2 separate regions of the Mus musculus genome follow, and region 1 is linked to region 2. A link is a contact called in public promoter capture Hi-C data. All regions are on one chromosome and are shown on one strand. Each heading gives the region's core, a stretch centred on a gene start, on an enhancer-like site or on the middle of the called end of the contact. The rest is flanking DNA. Distances are from core to core; before and after follow the strand shown. Region 1 holds the start of Zfp1 (zinc finger protein 1). Region 2 holds the start of Pdpr (pyruvate dehydrogenase phosphatase regulatory subunit).

Region 1 (6,691 bases), core at 67-2,566, 550 kb after region 2:
ACCCCCCCATGCCTCAGAAATAGTTTTGTGTATATTTTATGCAAAGTTAAAATTATCATCAACAACAAATTTTTACGATTTTATGTGCATGAGTGTTTTGACTATTATATGTATGGATGTGCACCATATGCATGCAGCTATGCAGTGTTCATAATCACGGTCAAAACAGAAATAAAATCATACTGAGCATGGTACCGTTCGCCTGTTAGGAGACATTTCATGAGTCTAACCATCTCAGAAACAAGTTCCATCTTGCTGGCAGGGCCAAAACTGAGTTCATGTTCCCAGATCCCAGAATCAACTCCTATCCTGCTTCTTCAGGTGTTTCATGTCTGTGTGTTAACCAGTAATGGATATAAAAAGGGGGTTTTGCCATTATCCCATTATCTAACTAAGGCATGCAAATAGTAAGTGTATTTATTTCCTGTCGTGATTTAACGGACTACGTGCAGTTCCCTTATCATTCTAAATGCCAGGTCAGAGTCCAGGAGGGGACTTGACTGCAAAAGCTGACTCAGGACATTGAAACCAGGATAAGGCACAACCACCAATGTTAAACTTCCTTAACTCCTTGTGTCAAAATATGATTAGTCACTGCAACAGCCCCTCCCCGCCCCCCTTTGTGTTCCCATCCTGCAGTGCAGTCTCCCTTGGGGGACGAGGTTCAGATCCAGAACTGGCTGCCCCATACAGAAAATGAAGCTTTCATTTTGAAGCTTTTGTATCTGAAGTGAGTTTACTTAGCTTCCTCCCCTCTCCAGAACCCAGTAAGCAGGGAGCTGAAACAGGAAGATCATTAGTTTGAAGCCAGCCTAGGCTTGACAAGACCCTGTCTCAAACCAACAAACATGGGGTTATTTGTGCCAGTGCTTCCAAAAGTAACTGTAGAGCCGAGAGGTTAAGGAAAATGGTGGTAGTGGTAATGTGTGTGTCTGGGTGGGTGTAACACGGGGATCTCACTTTGTAGCCTTGACTGGACTGAGACTTTCTAAGTCTTCCAACTCCCAGGGATCTCTGCTTGCTTCTACTTCTCACTAGCTTGAATTAAAGGCGTGCACTACCACACCCAGAAAGGTGTGTGCTTCCAGTGCGGTTGAGATTTGCTTTAACGCACATATTTTGTTGTTGAAAGTTTTAATCAGTTACTCCAAATCCGGGTTTTTAACAGCACAGGAAGATGAAAGGGACCGTAACACAAACCAGACTGTTAACTTGGAAAAAACGGTCCCTACCCAACTAATAATGCGTACGTTTCCCAGAGTTCCTAGCAGCGCGGCTCAGAGGCATTATGGGAATTGTAGTCCTACACCTCAGCGTCACAGCTCCGAGGACTCTGGGAACGGCCGCTCGCTCCACAAGGTGCACGCTTGCGCAAAAGCGCTAGCGCTCGCCCTTCCCCCACCTGCAGTCGCGAGTGGGTGACAAGAGCCCCCTTCTCCGCGAGCCTCGTGACCCGGAACCGCGAGTGGAGGCTAGACCCCTCCAGGTATGTCTGCAAGGCCGGGATGCGCGGGCCCGGGAGGAAGGTCGCGTCTGCGCCGGAGTGGGAGTCTCAACTTCGACGCCTTGCGGGCCGCGGCGACCCCTGGGCGTAGGGTCGGGCCTCGAGCTCTTCTGAGAGTCGGTCCCTATGGGCTGTTCGCGGTCGGCGTGTGTGGGGTCGGAGGAGGACGGGCAGCTCCCGGGCTCAGCCTCCCTTTGGGGGGAGACGCGCCACTGCTGGCCGTCGCGGGGCTCAGGCCGCGCGGGGGCGAGTCTGGAAGCCTGGCGGGCGGGCGCGCGCTTGACCCTCCACGAGGGTGTGGGGGCGGGGCTCACGGTGCTAGCCACGCCCCCACGGTGGCTTTGCGGGCTCCTGGAACCTCCTTGTTCCTGGTGTCTGGTGTTTCCAGTTATATTGTCACGGAATTATCACGTCTATCCCGTTACTTCCGGTTTGAGCGTCAGTATAACAGATTTTTCTTTTTCTTTTTTTTTTTCCTAACATTGGCTTTTCTTTTTTTCTAATATTGACTTTTCTGTTTAGCTTGGGTAAAAGTTTTCATATAAGTATGTTGCCGAGGTCCAGCCTCAGCTTGAGGTGAGGATGGTCCTGAGAAAGGGGTGAGTGGGAGTGGTGCTGACTGAATAATATATGAGTCAGTAGTGGATACAAGCTGTCAGTTCATGTGTTCTCTTGTCAGAAACTGAACCCAGTCTTTTATTTACTAAAGATTTATTCATTAAATCTTTTTACCGCTGTTAATCATTTTCTAAAAAAAAAAATCCATGGTTACATAAATTCCAGTAATCCCGAACCTCCAACCCCCGTTTCTTTGAAATGAAAGCTAAGCAAAAGTACATTTCCTTATCTCTTAAACACAGTGTTCTCTTCACGGGCAGCAGGGCACAGTTCTTGTGGTTTCTTATTGTTTGAACACAGTCTGTTCTTCACGGCAGCTGGGCATAGCTTTTGCGGTTTCCTGGCACAGCAGACAGTCATTAAAGTGGCTATAAGAACAGAAAAGTGACAGACTACTGAGGTTAAAATGATTTCTTGCCGGGCATGGTGGCGCACGCCTTTAATCCCAGCACTTGGGAGGCAGAGGCAGGCGGATTTCTACAAAGTGAGTTCCAGGACAGCCAGGGCTACACAGAGAAACACTGTCTCCAAAAAAAAAAAAAAAAAAAAAAAAAAAAAAAAAAAAAAAAAAAAAAATCTCTTACTGGGCTGGAGAGATGGCTCAGTGGGGTAAAAGCACTGACTGCTCTTCTGAAGGTCCTGAGTTCAAATCCCAACAACCACATGGTGGCTCACAACCGTCTGTAGTGGGATCTGATGCCTTCTTCTGGTGTGTCTGAAGACAGTGACAGTGTACTTACATATATTAAATAAATCTTTACAAAGTTTTAACATTTTCGCAAGTAAAGCAGGTGGCTCTGTCTGATCTCTCTCTAGGCATTGATCTCTCCAGTCCCTCCAGTAGCAAGGAGAATGAAGGACTAACTTTTTATATGCATATCATCTTTTAATTCTCTAATCTTTGTTTCCATATCTTAACAATTCCATAGCCTCAGGTCCAAGATTGACAATCTCTCCATAAACGTTAGTTCACTAGCCTGCTGTACTTTCCCGTTAAACTACACTCTCCTTCTAATACTATCTGTTTCTGCATCATACACACGTTTTCCTCCTATAAGATAAGCCCACCTGTCATTTGCTTGTTTTTTTACAGATTCCTTTTTTTTTAAAAGATTTATTTATTTATTATATGAAAGTACACTGTAGCTGTCTTAATGAGGGAGTCAGATTTCATTACAGATGGTTGTGAGCCACCATGTGGTTGCTGGGATTTGAACTCAGGACCTTCGGAAGAGCAGTCAGTGCTCTTAACCACTGAGCCATCTCTCCAGCCCCCAGAATACTTCTTCTTTTCCTATCCATGCCTTTTTTTCTTGAGACCACTTTAACTCTCTATCGTTGATGTCCCCAAGGTCACCCTGGCTAACTAATGCAGCAGGCATTGGATCAGGGTACACGTATCTCCTCATACAATTCCAAGTTTAAAGATAAGTCACATAATGAGTGCTTTTTAGTAAGGACCATCTAGGTTTTTCTGGCCTTTGTAGTTATGTTGTCTAGATCTTTCCATGGCCTTAAGGCCTGTTTGTCCCTAGTCCCCTGCAGCCCCATGACCACCCCCATTCCTGTGAACCGCTTCTGTTTCATCTGTTAAGAAGTGATTAGTTCTGAGTAATGGGGGAGGCGTATTCACCAGAAAGAGAAATTGAAAGTAAAATAAAGACAGCAGATCAGCTTCAGGGCAACCGCAACCATCAGCACATGGTATCCACAACCAGGTAATGCTCCTGGGCAGGAACTCTGTCACGCCGCCCCTTACGCAGCCCTGCCAGACTCAGTAATACATATTATACCGTCGCCTCTGCCTAATCCTCCCCTGCTAGCCCCTGCTAGCCCCTGCTAGTCCCTTTGTCTTCCTAGTTTCATTTCTATACATGATTTTAGGCATCTATAAATCTAGGAACCACAAATCAGAAAGCATGTTTTTGGTTTTTTTAGAGTAATTTGTTTAATTGACGATAACCAGTTGCATCCCTTTTCCTGCAAATGACATAACTTCTTTTTCTTTTTCTTTTTCTTTTTGGTTTTTTTGAGACGGGGTTTCTCTGTGTACTCCTGGTTGTCCTGGAACTCACTTTGTAGACTAGGCTGGCCTGGAACTCAGAAATCCGCCTGCCTCTGCCTCCCAAGTGCTGGGATTAAAGGAGTGCGCCACCGCTGTCTGGCCTACTTCATTCTTCTTTATAGCTGAAAAAAAATCCATTGTGGAGTTAGTGAGAAGGCTCAGTGGGTAAGGACTCTTCCAGCCAATACAAAAACTCTGAGTTTGAGCCCTGGAACCCATCCGTACAGTAGGAGGAGAGAACTGGAGGACCTACTCCTGAAAGTTCCATGACCTCCACATGCACATGAAGAATTAAGAATTCCGTTATGTGCCCGGCATGGAGGCACCCGCCTTTAATCCCAGCACTCGGGAGGCAGAGGCAGGCAGATTTCTGAGTTCGAGGCCAGCCTGGTCTACAGAGTGAATTCCAGGACAGCCAGGGCTACACAGAGAAACCCTATCTCGAAAAACCAAAAAAAAAAAAAAAAAAAAAAAAAAAAAAGCCGTTATGTGTGCCATGTTTCTTTATCCATTCCTCTGGTGTTACATGCCTGTGTTGGTTCCATACCTTAGCTGTATTGAGTAATGCTGAAAAAACAAACAAACTGAAAACTATTGCTGTGCAGGTGTCTGTGATATGGGGATCTTTAGGTGAAGAATCTAGGACTGGTGTAGCTGAATCACGTGGAAGAAGAATCATTAGTCTCTGGAGAAACCTCTAGACTGACTCCCACAGCTGGACTGGTACATTCCCACTGGCAGGGGGTAGATCCATCTGTCTACATTCTTGCCAATATTTCTTGGTTTTATTTATTTGTTTTTAATGACTGCCATTCTCACTAGGGTGCAATGGAGTCTCAGTGTAGTTTTGATTTGTGTATCCATGATGTGAGGTTGAACATTTTTCTACTGGCCATTTGTATTTTATCTTTTAAGAGCCGCTTGTTTTGATCAGAGTTATGGTGGGAAGTAGGGATCTTGCTTCAAAGCCTGGTCTATCATGACAGGCAATATTTTTGAGATCTTATCTAGCTCAGCTATCCAGGTTGCCCACTTGGTGGCCGTCTCTGCCCAGGTATTTATTTCCCTTGCTGGTGTTTTTAGTGATGTTACAAGTGAGTAATAGCATCAGTGCTTCTGGCACAATAATGTCAGACCCTTGGTTTCATGGGGGAGCTTTTGGCCATTAGTAACCCTTCTTTCCAAGGCTATACATGGGCGTGTAGCAGCAAAGACCCACACTTGGTAAACACTTGCTCAAGTTGCAGAAGTCCATTAGGGCAGGAGAGATAGACGTGCTCCAGGGGCCGAGAGGTCAGTGGTCGCATGGCATTCCCTGTGCCATGGTCTTCTCGGCTCCCCCTTCCACATTCTGCCTTTTCTTTCTTTTCTTTTCTTTTCTTTTCTTTTTTTTTTTTTTTTTTTTTTTTGGTTTTTTGGTTTTTTGAGACAGGGTTTCTCTGTGTAGTCCTGGCTGTCCTGGAACTCACTTTGTAGACCAGGCTGGCCTCGAACTCAGAAATCTGCCTGCCTCTGCTTCCCAAGTGCTGGGATTAAAGGCGTGCGCCACCACGCCCGGCTCTGCCTTTTCTGTCCCAAGCGGGGAGAAAGGTAGCATAATTTAAGATTGGCAGGTTTTTAGGGTGAGGTCAGGAGTGTCATAGCTAGGTGTAATGCTGTGTTAATCTTCTGTTGCTTAGCCAGCGGTGTGCCTTTATCTTTGGGGGGCTGTCAGGCTTAAGCTTTGATCTTCACCCTTAAGCAAGACAAACTGGACCAGGTGGTTCTGAGGTCTTTGGAGATGGTTTCTGGAGGGATGTGGAAGAATTTGGAACTTTGGGTTAGAAAACCCTATGCTGTAACCAGACCGTAGTGGGCCATTCTGGTGGGAGTTAAGACCATAACACCAAGAGAAATGTAAGGAGCTGGAGAGATGGCTCAGCAATTCAGAGTGTTTCCTGCTTTTGCTGAGGATACAGTTCAGTTTCTAGCAACCATGTTGGGTGACTCACAACCACCTATGGCCCCAGCTCTGGGGAGTCCAACACTCTCTTCTGGCCTCTTCAGGCCCCCACACATAGATGGCGTACACTCATAAACACACACACATATGCAAAAGTAAAAACAAATCCTTGAGAAACACTGATAGTGAAGGGTACTGAGGTTTCTGAGGGAGGCAGGGACTTCTCTGAAATGGGGCTAGAGGCCATTTATAGCCAGTTCTGCCTGAGAACTGAGCTGCTTTCTGTCCTGAGAACTTGAATGAGGCTGAATTCAACAGTAATGGACTAACTTGTGTGGAGCACATCTGAAGACAGGATGGGGGCAGAAAACGGGGATTAGTGATTAAGATACTGGCTGCTCTTGCAGAGACATGGGCTCAATTTCCAACAATGTCTTCCAGATGACATGCAGACTATATCAAGGATACTGCTCACTCTTCTTATCCTAGTGTACTGTGAGACAGCTGGGCAGCAAAGAGAGGGAGAGAGAGGGGGAGGGAAGGAGGGAGGAAGGGGCAACAC
Region 2 (7,026 bases), core at 1,992-4,491:
TTCCCTCTACTCAAGGATCTGGAATGTTCTCAATACCACATGCTAACTCTACCCAGGAACATTAGTGGGCTGAGGGCAAACAACACTCAGAAGTACAAAATTACAGTGGTGTCTGATACATACCAAGATTTGACTGGAGAGTTAAGTGTGAACTAGAAAACCCTTTCATGAAATAAGTTGTATAGGTTTCTATTTCATCTGTTCTGAGGAAGGAAGGAAGGACTGTATATAGGGCTGATGGGAGCCTACAGTTCAAAATAAACTTTCCTTCTTTTTTCGTTTTACTACTTACCTGACATTCCCGAAAGCTAAGGCACCAGAACCAAGCTGTGGAGAGGAGCTCCGATTCCAGTCCTTGCTACTCAGAGAACGTCCTGGCCTGGATCCTTAGAAACAAGGGCTAAAAATATCTTCCCACTCTCACTCTCTCTGTAGTCAACATACACACAAGGATGCCAAGTGTTTTCAAAGGACAAAACGTTAGCTGCGTTCAGATCTTCCAAGGTACATTTTTCATCGCCAAAGGATGATGATTCTCCAAGGGATTTTCAGCATAGAGAAGTCAGGAGCCAATCATGGAACACCTCTGATGATTTATGGGAAAAAAGGAGAGAGAAGGCAAAACTATAAAAAACAGGTCTGGGGCTGTCACTCAGGGAGAGTGGGGTTTATTTATGTGTAGGACCTAGGATTGACCCCAACAGAGTATCAGCAAAAATCATAAAAAAACCAATCACAAAAGCAAAAATATTTCACTGGTCTTGAATGCATTCAAAACTGTGCTGGTGGCTGTAAGAGATTACAAAAACCAAATCTTATCACTGACAACACAAAGAGCTTGTGGGAAGCCACATGTGCCATTGCAGAGTGGCACTGACTACTGCTGGCCACCACACATAAGTTTGGACAAACAACCAATGTGTACATATGCAGTAAAGTTTTTTGCAAAGACACTGCCTGGCCCGGGCATGATAATGAGGCTTTGAGAGTATAACCAATCAGATGTGAGACATGCAAATGAGGTATGATAATGAGGCTCTGTGAGGTACAGAGAGAGAAAGAGAGTAGCCAATCAGATGAGGAACATGCAAATGAGGCGTAGTGCATAACCAATCCGGGTGTGAGACACGCCTCTCCTAGGCCTATATAAGCAGCACCAGTTCTGGGCTTGGGGTCTCTTCGCCTCTACAATCAAGCTCTCCCAATAAACGTGTGCAGAAGGATCCTGTTGCAGCATCTAGTCTGGCGCGCGCAAGAAGAGCTTTCAGACTTAACACTTATTTTATCTTTTATTTTCGAGACAGTGTTCCTGTATGTACCTCCGGCTGTCCTGGAACTCCCTCTGTAGACCAGGCTGGCCGCAGACTCACAGGGACTCACCTCCTTCTGCTTCCCAAGTGCTGGGATTGAAGGTGTGTGCCATCACTGCTCGGATAGACTTAGCAATTTCTAGTAGAGTCAGTAACAGTTGTGGGTGAGAGAAACATTCCCTACGTGTGACACATAGATAACACACCACCTCATTTCATTCACCCTGTCCTGTAGATAACTAGGTTGCTACAAAGTTTGTATGTCTGGAAATTGTAAGTAGGCAGATGGCTCAGGAAAAACAACAAACAAACAACAAAAAACAAACCCAAAAACCTTTGGTTCCCTGACAAATTAAAAAAACCTATCCCCAAATATTTTTGATTGGTCAGTGTCTTTTCATTTTCATTTTTTGGGGATAGGTATCATTAAAAACTTAACCAAAAATGTGAAAGGATTCATCTACTAGGGGCTTCCAAATGTCTTGAGCTTAATGTTTCAGGAGAACAAGGGCAACTGAATGTGTGGTGAAGCAAGCCACTTGGGAGGTGGAGGCAGGAGGACCAGGAGCTAAGTCATCCTCTGTACCTATTTGAATCCAGCCTAGACTGAGACTTTGCCTATAAAAACATACACATAAATAAATAAATAAATAAATAAAACAAATAGACTTTTTTTTGGTTGTTTTTGTTTTGTTTTTTTGAGACAGGGTTTCTCTGTGTGGCCCTGGCTGTCCTGGAACTCACTCTGTAGAATAGGCTGGCCTCGAACTCAGAAATCCATCTTCCTTTGCCTTTCAAGTGCTGGGTTTAATGGCGTGTGCCACCACTGCCCAGCTACAAATAAACTTAAATAAAACAAATAAACTAAAAAAAAAAAAAAAAAAAAGGAACCGGGTAGAGTTGAGTCTTACTGTCAGTTCTCATCTGGGCAGTCTTGGAGAAATTCATGGCTAGTGAGTTGGGTATAAACTAAGCAAGCTGGGGAATGAATGACATCATGAAAAGGAGATTCTTGAAGCCTTCTTGTTCCTAGTCAGAGCGCTCAAGACAGCACCAAGGTACACAGCCTAGCAATAATGTTCAAGACTAGCTCATAAGACAAGATAGGCTAAACTAAAGCACACCATTTCGCTTGCTGCTTGTGCGAAGGATGATTGGATGGTGTGCGCCAGGCGCGGGGTGAAGGTGTTGAGAAGCTGCACCTGAGTAAGGTTAGGTCCTCAAGATATCTGAGGGCCACGTCTACACCAGTGTAGAGACACATATATTTAATCTAGTAACGAGTGCTGTGAAAGAAACTAGGGGATGTGGCTGAGAGTTGGGGGCGGGGGTGGGGGGATGGAAGGCAGAAGATGTTTCTGAGGCTCCAGTGAACAATGCTTTCCCTCTGGGCAGCCGCAAGGAGTAAGATGGGAAATAAGGTCAGCTGATTCGGCCTCCAAGGTGCGGCCAGGCCCACAGTACAACTTCTGCCCAAGCCAAGCACTGAAAGGCCTTAAGCGACGTGCAGGGACGGACAACGGTGACCACGGGCAGAGAGATGTGGTTCTGGGCTGCGGACCCCTCGCGCAGGATCGGAGCTCAGGCCTGGCGGCAGACGATCACCCGAACTGCCCACACACCGAGGCCGGCGGGAGACCCGGAGCGGGGACGGAGGACGTTGGCAGGTCCCCGCACACTCGTCGTCAACCAGGCGGAGGCGGAGGCGGAGGCGGAGGTGGCGCGGGAGGGGCGGGGCCTGGCGAGACCCAAACAAGCGCACGTGCGGGCCGGTCCGCCGCGGTGACGTCACGGCGCGTCGGCGCGCGCGCCCGCCTTACCCTTGCCGCGGGCCGTAAAGCGCGGAAGGTCGCAGGCCCCCCGCGGTCCCGGAACTCTGCGCTCCGCGTCCCGCCCCGTCCCCATGCCCTGGCCCCCTTTCCGGCCGGCGCAGACCCTCTTCAGCGGCTGGGCTGCCCTTCACTTCCGCCGGGCGTTGCTGAGCGCGCTGCCCGCGAGTCGCGGGCCCGTGAGGTAGGAAGCCGGCTAGGACCCGCGGGTCCGGGCGGCCTTCTGGTCCCGCGAACTCTTGCGCCCCGCACGCCCCTGGCGTCCGAGCTTTGGGCTCCGGCTCCCGGCCGTCCCTCCGGGTCTCTGAGGCGGTGCCACCGGTCGGGCGCCGGGATTGAGCCAGTGGAGCTGCGCGGGCCTCGGGGAGCCGCGCCCGCCGTCCCGGGACTGCGCGCCGGCTCTCCCAGGGCGGCGGACCGGGCCTCGGGGCGGGCTGCGGCTCGGGCGGGCGCGCGCGCACTGCTGTCACGGCCAGAGGTGGCCCCGCGTCTCTGCAGGTGGAATGGTTTCCCACCTTGTAATGTGCGGCTCGGCTGTGCTTCACCGACTCCTGTCAGAGACCTAGTCAGGGCCGTGGGGTTTCCAGTGGGTGACTTGGGGTGACAGTTGTGTGTGATCCCGAGGTGCGAGTCCACGGTCTCCAAGCCTACTTCGAACATTTATGCAATCTTGATTTGTAGGGATGATGATGTGGTAGAGGGTCTAGTTATAAAGACGTCCTTTAAGGATCCTCTTTTTTTTTTTTTTTTTTTTTTTTTTGGTTTTTCGAGACAGGGTTTCTCTGTATAGCCCTGGCTGTCCTGGAACTCACTGTGTAGACCAAGCTGGCCTCGAACTCAGAAATCCACCTGCCTCTGCCTCCCAAGTGCTGGGATTAAAGGCGTGCGCCACCACGTCCGGCCCAAGGGTCCTCTTTTTGGCGTCAGGGACGTGTATAATTTTTCTTAAATTCTCTCAGCCAACGGTGCATTTGTTGAAAATTACAGCATCCTGAACTTGCATGATCAAACTGTTCAGAGGGTCATTCTGTTGCTTGTAAACTTGCCCTGGTGATTCCTCCGAGTTATGTGTGGGAGATGCGTCAATGTACATTCAGCCTTCATTCTTTGTGACCTGTGGCTCATGCTGTTACCAGAGGAAGCATTCAGGAGTTGTTAGAACTGTCCCTGTGACTGCCTTTTAAAGACAGAGTCTTGCTCTGTGGCCCCAGCTCACCTGGAACCTGGGCATTTCTCCTGTTTCAGTATCCAGTGTGGTGGGAATTTCAGGTGTGAGCACTGCTCCAGGATTGAGCTTGTTGGTGTAGGATCCGAGCACAATCAGTCTGGGTCTTAAGGCTGTTTAGAAGTTACTCTTACTAGTAGAGATACCGTTAATTTTCACGAATTTCAAGAAAATGCAAAACTTCCTGACCTTTCCTTTGAATGAGTTTGCAGTCTTCAGTGTCTGTTTTCCTGGCTCTACCTCCTTTTCCTGTGAAACTTGCTTGCTTTTACTGCCAGACCCCTTCATCACATTTTATTTTATGAGTGTTTTGCCTATGTGTACGTTTGTGCACCATGTCCACGCTTGATGTCCACAAAAGTCAAGGCATTGGATTCACTGGAACTGAAGTTAAAGATTGTTACCTCCTTGTGGGAGTTGGGAATCAAACCCAGGCCCTGTGCAAGAACAGTAACGTTCTTAACCACTGAGACATCTCTCTAGCCCTCCCTTCCTGGTATACTTCAGTCTTTTCTGCCCTCATCTCTTCACTCTTGAAGGTCATGATGATCACAGAGTCAACATTCTTTTCTTGGCCTTATCAGACTGGGCATTAAACGTGCTTTGTTCTTTCCTGAATCTCCTGTTTGTCCTTTTCTTCCTGTCTTGCCGAGAGATCATAAGTTTATTGAGCAAACAGTGACAAAGGACTGGGCATGGTAGGGTTTCTCAGGGAGGAATTCTCTGTTATGTTTCTTTCCTGTTGCTATTCTCTTTTCTAGGTAGGGAAAGAGCTTCTGGTACTGCTTTACAGCTGTTTGGCCTTTGCTTACCTGGATTTCTTTGAAGCCCATGCTTTTAATCCCAGCACTGGGGGAGGCAGAGACAGGTGGATTTCTATGAAGTCTAAGCAACCTTGGTCTACATAGCAAGTTCTAGGCCATTTGCTACAAAGTGACACCCTGTCTAGAAAGAAAGGAAGAAAGAGAGAAAGGGAAAAAAGAAAGCAGTAGTAGTATTATGATAAGTGGCTCTGATGCTAGATTTGCAGTTTTGTCTTTGATTATAGAATAATAATTTTACATAATATACTTTATACATAAGTTTCCTAAAGTACAGAACAGAAATTATGTCCACCCTATAGGGTTGTGCTTAGATTAGTTGATACTTAGGAAGTATCTTGCACACTGTAACCACTAACAGAGACCCAAATTCAGGACCTCATCCTTGCACAGCTGCTGCTTTAACCACTGAGCCACCTTCCTCAGCCCTATGTATGTTTATTGAGATAGGGTCTCATTTAGCCTAAACTTTTTGGGGTTTTTTGTTTTTGTTTGTTTGTTTTCTGAGACAGGGATTCTCGGTATAGACCTGGCTGTCCTGGAACTCACTTTGTAGACCAGGCTGGCCTCTAACTCAGAAATCCACCTGCCTCTGCCTCCCGAGTGCTCCCGGCATTAGCCTACACTTGCTACACAGTTTAGGATGATCTTGAATTCCTGCTCTTCTAACTCTACCTTCTCACTGTTGGGATACAGTTGTCTACTGGCCTAGGAGTTCTCATTAATGAGGGAATGATAGTCTTTTTCTCTCTCCCTGTCTCCACTCTTCCATCATCTCTCTCCTTCACCCCACCCTACCCCCAGCTTCTGAGCTTGGCTTTGACATCAGTTACCCTTTTGTATTGTATTGGTTTTTTTGTTTTTTTAATTTACTTTTTTTTTATTAGGTATTTTCCTTGTTTACATTTTCAATGCTATCCCAAAGGTCCCCCATACCCCCCCCCTTGTATTGTATTGTTTGATTTAGGCTTTCCACAACCATGTGAGATAGATATTTCTAACCGATGTTAACAGATAGAACCTGGCACACCAAAATGTGGTCAGAGTTGTACAGGTAATGAGATGTAAGGAGACTTGATATCTTGTGTTTGTAGATCTTGGATTCCCCCAGTGGGTTGCTGAATTACTACTTCACTCAAATGCCTTACAGATAATTGGAGAAGAGGAAAAGTTCTGGGAGAAGTAGAATATCCTGGGAGAAAACAGAAGACTCCTTTACTCAAAGGCTACACTGTCAGATTGGTATAGAATAGGCCGTGTTCTGAGGAGGTAGCTTTGCTCAGTAGACAAGTGGCAGGAACTTTGCCAGCTAGAGAGACAGTGCCCACAGGTCCAGGGCATAGAAGAGAGAGTTAAGCCTGACTTGTTTGAGGGGTGGAGGTGGGGAGAATGAATATGAGAATGTATAGCGGGGCGGGGAGAAGAGGGAAGAGACCAGAATGATTGGCTTATATAGGAAAGAGCCTCTGGGGAAGGGGAATCCCAGCCTCTGGGTTGGGCAGTTAAGATAGAAGACAGGCTATGCCAGGTAGGGACTGAGGGATGCTACGAGGGTTAAATATTCCCCTCAGCTGTTTGTTCCAGATCTGAATCCCAATAAATACATCATAGACTTGCTCACAGGTTAATCTGATGGGACGTTTTCTCAGTTGAGGTTCCCCCTTCCCATAGACTCTGGCTTGTGTCAAGTTGATATAAAACCATCCAGCCCAAGGGTCTTTCACAAGCATGACCAAGTGGCAATGGTTGATAATGGAATAAGATGGCCAGACAGTAGAACAGGTAAGATAATTCTCCAGTTGAGAGTTGTGTTTCCATTGCAGGTGGAGAGAATGTTAGTA

The links. Promoter capture Hi-C pulls out the DNA fragments that hold promoters and counts their contacts.
Region 1: a promoter capture Hi-C map of pre-B cells shows a contact between it and region 2, with 4 times the contacts expected there. The contact joins the promoter of Zfp1 here to the promoter of Pdpr in region 2.

The regions. Positions count from the first base shown.
Region 1 is chr8:111,642,127-111,648,817 of GRCm38.p6, forward strand. It overlaps Zfp1 (zinc finger protein 1), which reads left to right and starts at 1,317. Exons shown (of 4, transcript NM_001037665.2): 1 at 1,317-1,486.
Region 2 is chr8:111,091,504-111,098,529 of GRCm38.p6, forward strand. It overlaps Pdpr (pyruvate dehydrogenase phosphatase regulatory subunit), which reads left to right and starts at 3,242. Exons shown (of 18, transcript NM_198308.1): 1 at 3,242-3,323. It also overlaps a transcript of Clec18a not described here.